Regions from separate parts of the Astyanax mexicanus genome. Here region 2 is linked to region 1. Evidence: chromatin contacts called from public Hi-C data. All regions are on one chromosome and are shown on one strand. The core of a region is the stretch at or near the end of the contact, and the rest is flanking DNA. Distances in the headings are between cores, read along the strand shown.

The links. Hi-C and Micro-C count contacts between places; a contact is called where the count stands out from the background.
Region 2: a Hi-C map of blood shows a contact between it and region 1, with 4 times the contacts expected there. The contact joins the enhancer-like site here to the promoter of tfe3a in region 1. A contact is called at or near these places in 2 of 3 Hi-C or Micro-C datasets (blood and muscle).

The regions. Positions count from the first base shown.
Region 1 is chr12:4,233,165-4,236,274 of AstMex3_surface, reverse strand. It overlaps tfe3a (transcription factor binding to IGHM enhancer 3a), which reads right to left and starts at 1,689. Exons shown (of 10, transcript XM_007245831.4): 1 at 1,012-1,689. The coding sequence starts at 1,181.
Region 2 is chr12:4,311,006-4,313,936 of AstMex3_surface, reverse strand. mbd1a (methyl-CpG binding domain protein 1a) reads right to left here. Exons shown (of 17, transcript XM_007245826.3): 2 at 1,388-1,764; 3 at 290-433; 4 at 79-193. The coding sequence starts at 1,632. Among protein-coding and RNA genes, the nearest start is that of mbd1a, 7.5 kb to the right of the region's middle. Within about 2 kb of position 1,501, the one cell type or tissue checked has an H3K27ac peak away from gene starts, as active enhancers do.

The DNA of each region.
Region 1 (3,110 bases), core at 440-2,939:
TGTATAGTATAGTAACAAAGTAGACGTACTACAATGCTGTATCTGTATCTACTGGAGTATTATTATTACTTCTAGTTACTAACAACAGAATATAACCAGACTGGAACATGTTCAGCATATTCATTCACACCAGCTGGTCACTGTCTTTAACACTAGAACGGATAAAGCTACTGACTCACTGACACTAGTTTCACTCTCAAATGATTACATCCCAAGTCCATTTCACAATGGAGTTTTCCTTTAAAATATGCATCCAAAAAGTTTTTCATGTTTTATTTAATGTTATTTGCTATCAAAGAGATGGTTTAGGATTTAAAAGTATAAAATCAGCAATCAACAACATCTGGCAGCATGCAGTATGTGAGTATAGAGATGATACAGACAGATAGATGAAACACAAATGGCTTCACCCAGAGACTCACCTGAGATGTAAAACCAGAGATGTATAATACAATAACGAAGTAGAAGTACTAAAATTCTGTATCTGTATCTACTGCAGTATTATTTTCACTTTTAGTTACTAACAACAGAATATAACCAGACTGGAACATGTTCAGCAGTATCCATGCACACCAGCTGTTCACTGTCTTTAACACTAGACCAGATAAAGCTACTGACTCACTGACATTAGTTTCACTTTCAAATCACGGAAACAACACACCAAAAACTCAACCTATCCTTTATATTTGAGAATATTTTATTAACTTTACATCCCAAGTCGATTTCACACTGGAGTTTTCTTTTAAAATATATGCATTAATGTTTTATTTAATGTTATTTGCTATTAAAGGGATGGTTCAGGAATTTGATAAAAAAATGATAAAATCAGTTTGGGAAAATTAATTAATGTACGATTTTCCTGTATATTGCAATTACTTTGAAACCAAATAAAACGTTAAATAGAAAAAATATATAAAATCAACAATCAACAACATGCAGCAGCATGCAGGATGTGGGTATAGTGGGTATAGAGATGGTACAGACAGATAGATGATACACTCAGAGACTCACCTGATGAGATTCAGAGACTCAGCGGAGGAATCCAAAATCACGAACACGGTCTGGGGCTGCTGCTGCCCGGGAACCACGACCTGACTGATGCTCTTCTGCGCTGCTGGAGCCTGGAGATACCCCTGTCCTTCCCCCTGCTCCTGCCCTGCTGCCACAGACAGGCTAGACATCTCTAAACACAGCGGAGCCTCCTCTTACTACTAATACTACTACTGCTGCTGCCTCCAGAACACTAACTACAAAAATAATCCCAATACAGCTCATATAAAACTCTCCCTGCACACTGATACTGACCTTACTCAATATACACGCGAGTTATACAGCCTTTTATAACTGTCTAACTAAATAAAAGCGCTTAAACAGAGAGTTTTAATTGTTTTTAGTCTGTTAGTAGTACGTAGCTAAAACTGAGTAAACAGATTGTTTGTATGAATCACGCCCCGGTAAAACAAGACAAGACAATTAAAAAAAGAGAAATAACAGGTCGATATCTGTCATCAGCTATGCATCTACAAGCTAAAACACGCGCCTACAGTCTGTGTAAGTAGTTTATCTCGCACTGACAGCCGATTTCGCTCTATTTACCCGCTAAAACACCGATAAACTAGCGCACTAAAGCCCCCGCAGTCCGTCCGAACAGCTCGTGCCCTGCACCCGTTACTCAGCTCCAGCCTGAGGTCCGCGCAGGGGATGGAGAGCCACAGAGTCTCTACAGAGGAGAACACCCACATATCAACGTCTTCAGTTCTGTTCGTCCAATCAGCAGAGGGCACTCACGAGTAGTCAGAAAAAATGAATGAGTTCATACAGTGTATATTTTATAAATTAAACAATACAAATATTACTAATTTTATCAACACAGAGCAATATCAAAATCTTTCAGTACGGCAGGCATCATTTTAAAGTTTATAAATAATTTTTTATCCCAATTTTGCTAGGCCAACTTTCCCTACTCAGCTGCATATCCACATCACTTGTGATGCCACAATACAAGGAGGGAAAAGACCAGCACATACGTATGTGAAGTCAGAAACCCCGCCTCTTTTCCAACTGCCAAGTAGCATCACAGCACACTCGGAGGAAAGCGCAGCGACTCGGTTCTGATACATCAGCTCACAGACGCAGCCTTGTGCTGATTGACATCACCCTAGGAGTGATGAGGGGAAAGAGCGCCATCTACTGTACCCACCCAGAGAGACCAAAGCTGTGACCAAAACTGTGCTCTCTTGGAGCTCTGGCAGCTGATGGCAAGCTACATGGAGTTATACACCTTTTAAAACCAGAGGTGTACAGTATAATAGTATAGTAGTATTCAAGGATTCTTGAACACAATGTTGATGTTTTTCACTTGACGATTGAAGTAGAACTACTTCACTAGCTACTCTACTTAAGTACTGTGTTAAATATGATGTACCTACTGAAGACCTTAATAAGTTGTGGCCATGCCTTAATTATCTCATTCCCACACCTTAGGATCTCCTTCCCGCGCCTTAATTATTTGTGGCCATGCCTTAATCATCTCATTTCCACGCCTTAGGATCTCATTCCAACGCCTTATTTAGTTGTGGGCATGCATTATTAATATATGTATATATATATATATATATACATATATTTATTTATTTATTTATTTTTACATAATGTCACCTTAGGGGCTCCGTATATTGGATTTAATAGCTTAATACTTTCTAATCTACTTTCTAAAATTAAAGAAATATCCCAGATAAATGTATTATATTGTAATTTTGAGTTTTTAGCCCAGCTGTCAGTTTTTAGTACTGCCGGGTACGTGCCTGGCACTGCAGACCCACCACTGCCGCCCGTCTCCCGGCAGGCAAAGATCCAACCCCAACTGCCCTTTAACTCCATTTACTCTCATTTATTGAGGACTCGCTCGCGGGCTCTCTCTAGCGGTTCTCAGTCTCGTGCTGATATAACAGGTTAGATTACGGGATAGTGGGCAGTCTCGCCATAAACTATCTGTGGCCTGAGCTCAGCGCCGGAGTGGGAAAACCCCCGACGTGACGTTGTTACCTAGAGACGTCTGATCACCCGAGGTTGCCTGACAGCGGAGTTATCCAATAGTCGTTCAGCCTGGG
Region 2 (2,931 bases), core at 252-2,751, 78 kb before region 1:
AAAGATTGTGGGTCAATCTATATAAAAAAAAACTCAAATTAATCACAGCAACACTGTGATTAATTTTGCAGCCGTTACCTTTGGTTTGACAAGATCATCCACAAATATTCCTTTATGGAAGTCAAAGTTAGTCACGTCGACCTTCACGCGTTTCTTAAGGTTTATTTTACTCCTGATGCGGAAGCCGTTTGGACTGCAGAAGCATGAGAGAGAGAGAAAGAGGAAGAGTGTGAGAATTTAACGTCTTCAGTTTATCTTTTCCTAAATGATTTACTCAGCTTTCCTCTACCTCATGTAGTTCATGGTTTGTTTGGGTATGTCAGAAGTGCTGCGCAGATGAATGATTTTTTTCTTCCAGCCTTTGCCCAGTTCAGAACAGTCTATCCAATCATCAGTCAAAAGGACCTTCCGCCTTCCTCCTTTTCTTTTCCGCCTGGGTGAGACAAGCAAAACTCTTAGATGTTGAGCTGGTTTTAGTAGTCCTGCAACTTCAGTAGGGCTTTGTATTGGCAATAACCTATATTATACACATTATGATACAGGGGTTATATTTTAATACATTGCAATATATTGTAATATTGGGCTGTAACTAATGATTATTTCTGTTTCCTGTGAGTACAACTTCTGTTCTTAGCTTTCTTTGCCATTTAAAGATAAAAAAAAGAAACAGCAGACAGAAGATGTTTAAATGTAAAATGTTCTGATATTTGGTGAGAAAATATGCAATCTATTCTATTGTGTCTGTCACTTTTGGTGACCAGGCTGAATGTGAAGTGAGCAGTCTTTAAGCCTCCCTATTGCATTTCTGTGCCCACCACTTGTAGTGTGGTTATACGGTGTATTGCAGTTCTGTTAAAGATGAATGATTAGTCCACTTAGTCCAATTTTTATAATCAATACTGTCAATTATGTCAACTAATCAATGTGGCCCTAATCATAATGCACGGCTTAGGATTCAATATATCATGATATATTACAATATTGTAAGCAGGGTATTACAATTGTTTAAAACTAATTTGTGGAAACTTCTCATAGCATAACAAAACAATTATATCTATAAAATAATTTTTTAATGCATTTAAAATAGTGGGATCTAACGACAGAATACAACAACGATATAGAGTGGGCGGTGTTTAAACACAACACCTAATGAAATAAAACCACGGTCTGACACCAATCTTTTTGCAAGTTTAGAATTTGCACCACCAGACACAATTTTTTATGTTTTGGAGATTTTCCAGGACGTGCGGTAAGTATGTGTATAGCACTGAAAATTGCATTTTTTAACAAAACATATATCCAGAATTCCCTGTATTGATAATGTAAATAATAAAACACACTGCATCAAATATTTTCTTGATTTTAAACCAATAAAAAAACTACATACCATCCTCCTCTTTTCCTTCTGCCGCCTTGTTGCTCGCTGCTGCCATTCTGCACACCTTCTTTCCCAGCCTCGCCACATTCCTCATCCAGTGGTTCCAGCCAATCAGCAGGTGCTATCTCCCCATCTCCACCTGATTCAGCGTCCACGCCGACCTGGACTATTTCAGTCAACAAACCCGGCTCAGTCTCCTCCTCCTCTCCACTCCCCCCCGACTGTTCCCTCGACTCCTCCATCATTTCATCCATCAGCGTCTCCCTCACACGCCCGTGGAGCTGGACACATCCCAGGAACAGTGAACAAGGGAGAGATTCACATCCTTTCACCCACTGCAGAGCTCAGTCCATGAGAAACGCAGAGGATGGTCTCATTTCAGGCAGCTGGGAAAAGTCAAAAAGCGGGTTTAAAAAGATTAGTGGTCTCCTTAAAACTATAACAATTACACTTTGATAATACAAACTCTGAGAACTTGCTTTATAAATGGCATACCATTGTTTTTGTGTGGACAATATATTTTCCTAGAAATAATTGTGATAAATTATATTGTTATTATAAAACACTGTAGCCACAGATATAATTCTAATATAATAGCAAATCAATAATGTAATTAAACCCCCTAAGACAACGCTGACTTGCTAATTATGGGAATATGAATATTTAGACATTGTATTGAAATTGGAATAAATTTTTTAAAATATAAAAACACCTAAAACAAAATAATTATGTTTAAAGACAAAGTCAACATACCGGCTCATTACCATTACTAGGCTCTTCTTGCTAAGAAAAATATAATATGCAATATTGAGGTCAGCAAAAATAATTGCAGTCATTTTGTATGATAACTCAATACAGTAAATATTAAGAGAAGATTAATACAAAGAAATAAAATTAGCTAGCTGGGTAGCAATGCTAGAGTAAATAGCTGTAAATAAAGTTCAATAGACTATATGAATGCTGGGTTAGCATATCTAGCTACTTTATAATCAATGTCCACAGCAGTAGCTACTTCAGCCTGAATTAAATAATATAAATTATCTTCTGAAATTATCTGAACTAACTTATCTATTTTCTGGTCTGTTTTTATATATAATGATTATAAGGTGCCTAAGTAAAGAAATCTGTAATTCTTGAAACAAATATCTATATTTTTTTTCTTCAAGTCAAACGAGCGCTGGATGTTAATCTACACAGATTTCTCTTCCATTTATTTACAGTAAGTTAGTAAACTTAGTGAATGCCGCTCAATAGCGCTGAGGAACCCTAAGAGTTCTGGTAAGCCAGGGCGATATTAGCCAACCGTTTGTCCCAGCTGGCTTGTTTTAACGTGGTAAACACAGAGCTAGCGAAAGAGCTAGCGCTGCGCTTAGCAGCTAATGCTAATACTGCTCCTCGGCGCTGGAGAAACTTCATTAAAACTCCTTTAAAACACTGTACTTCAGTGGATTTACTGCTACTTAATACCTGACTGGTAAAATTCATACATAAGGCGCAGCAGATTAAAAGGCACACTGTCGAAAGGATTTTAAGTGCACCATATAGTGCAAAAA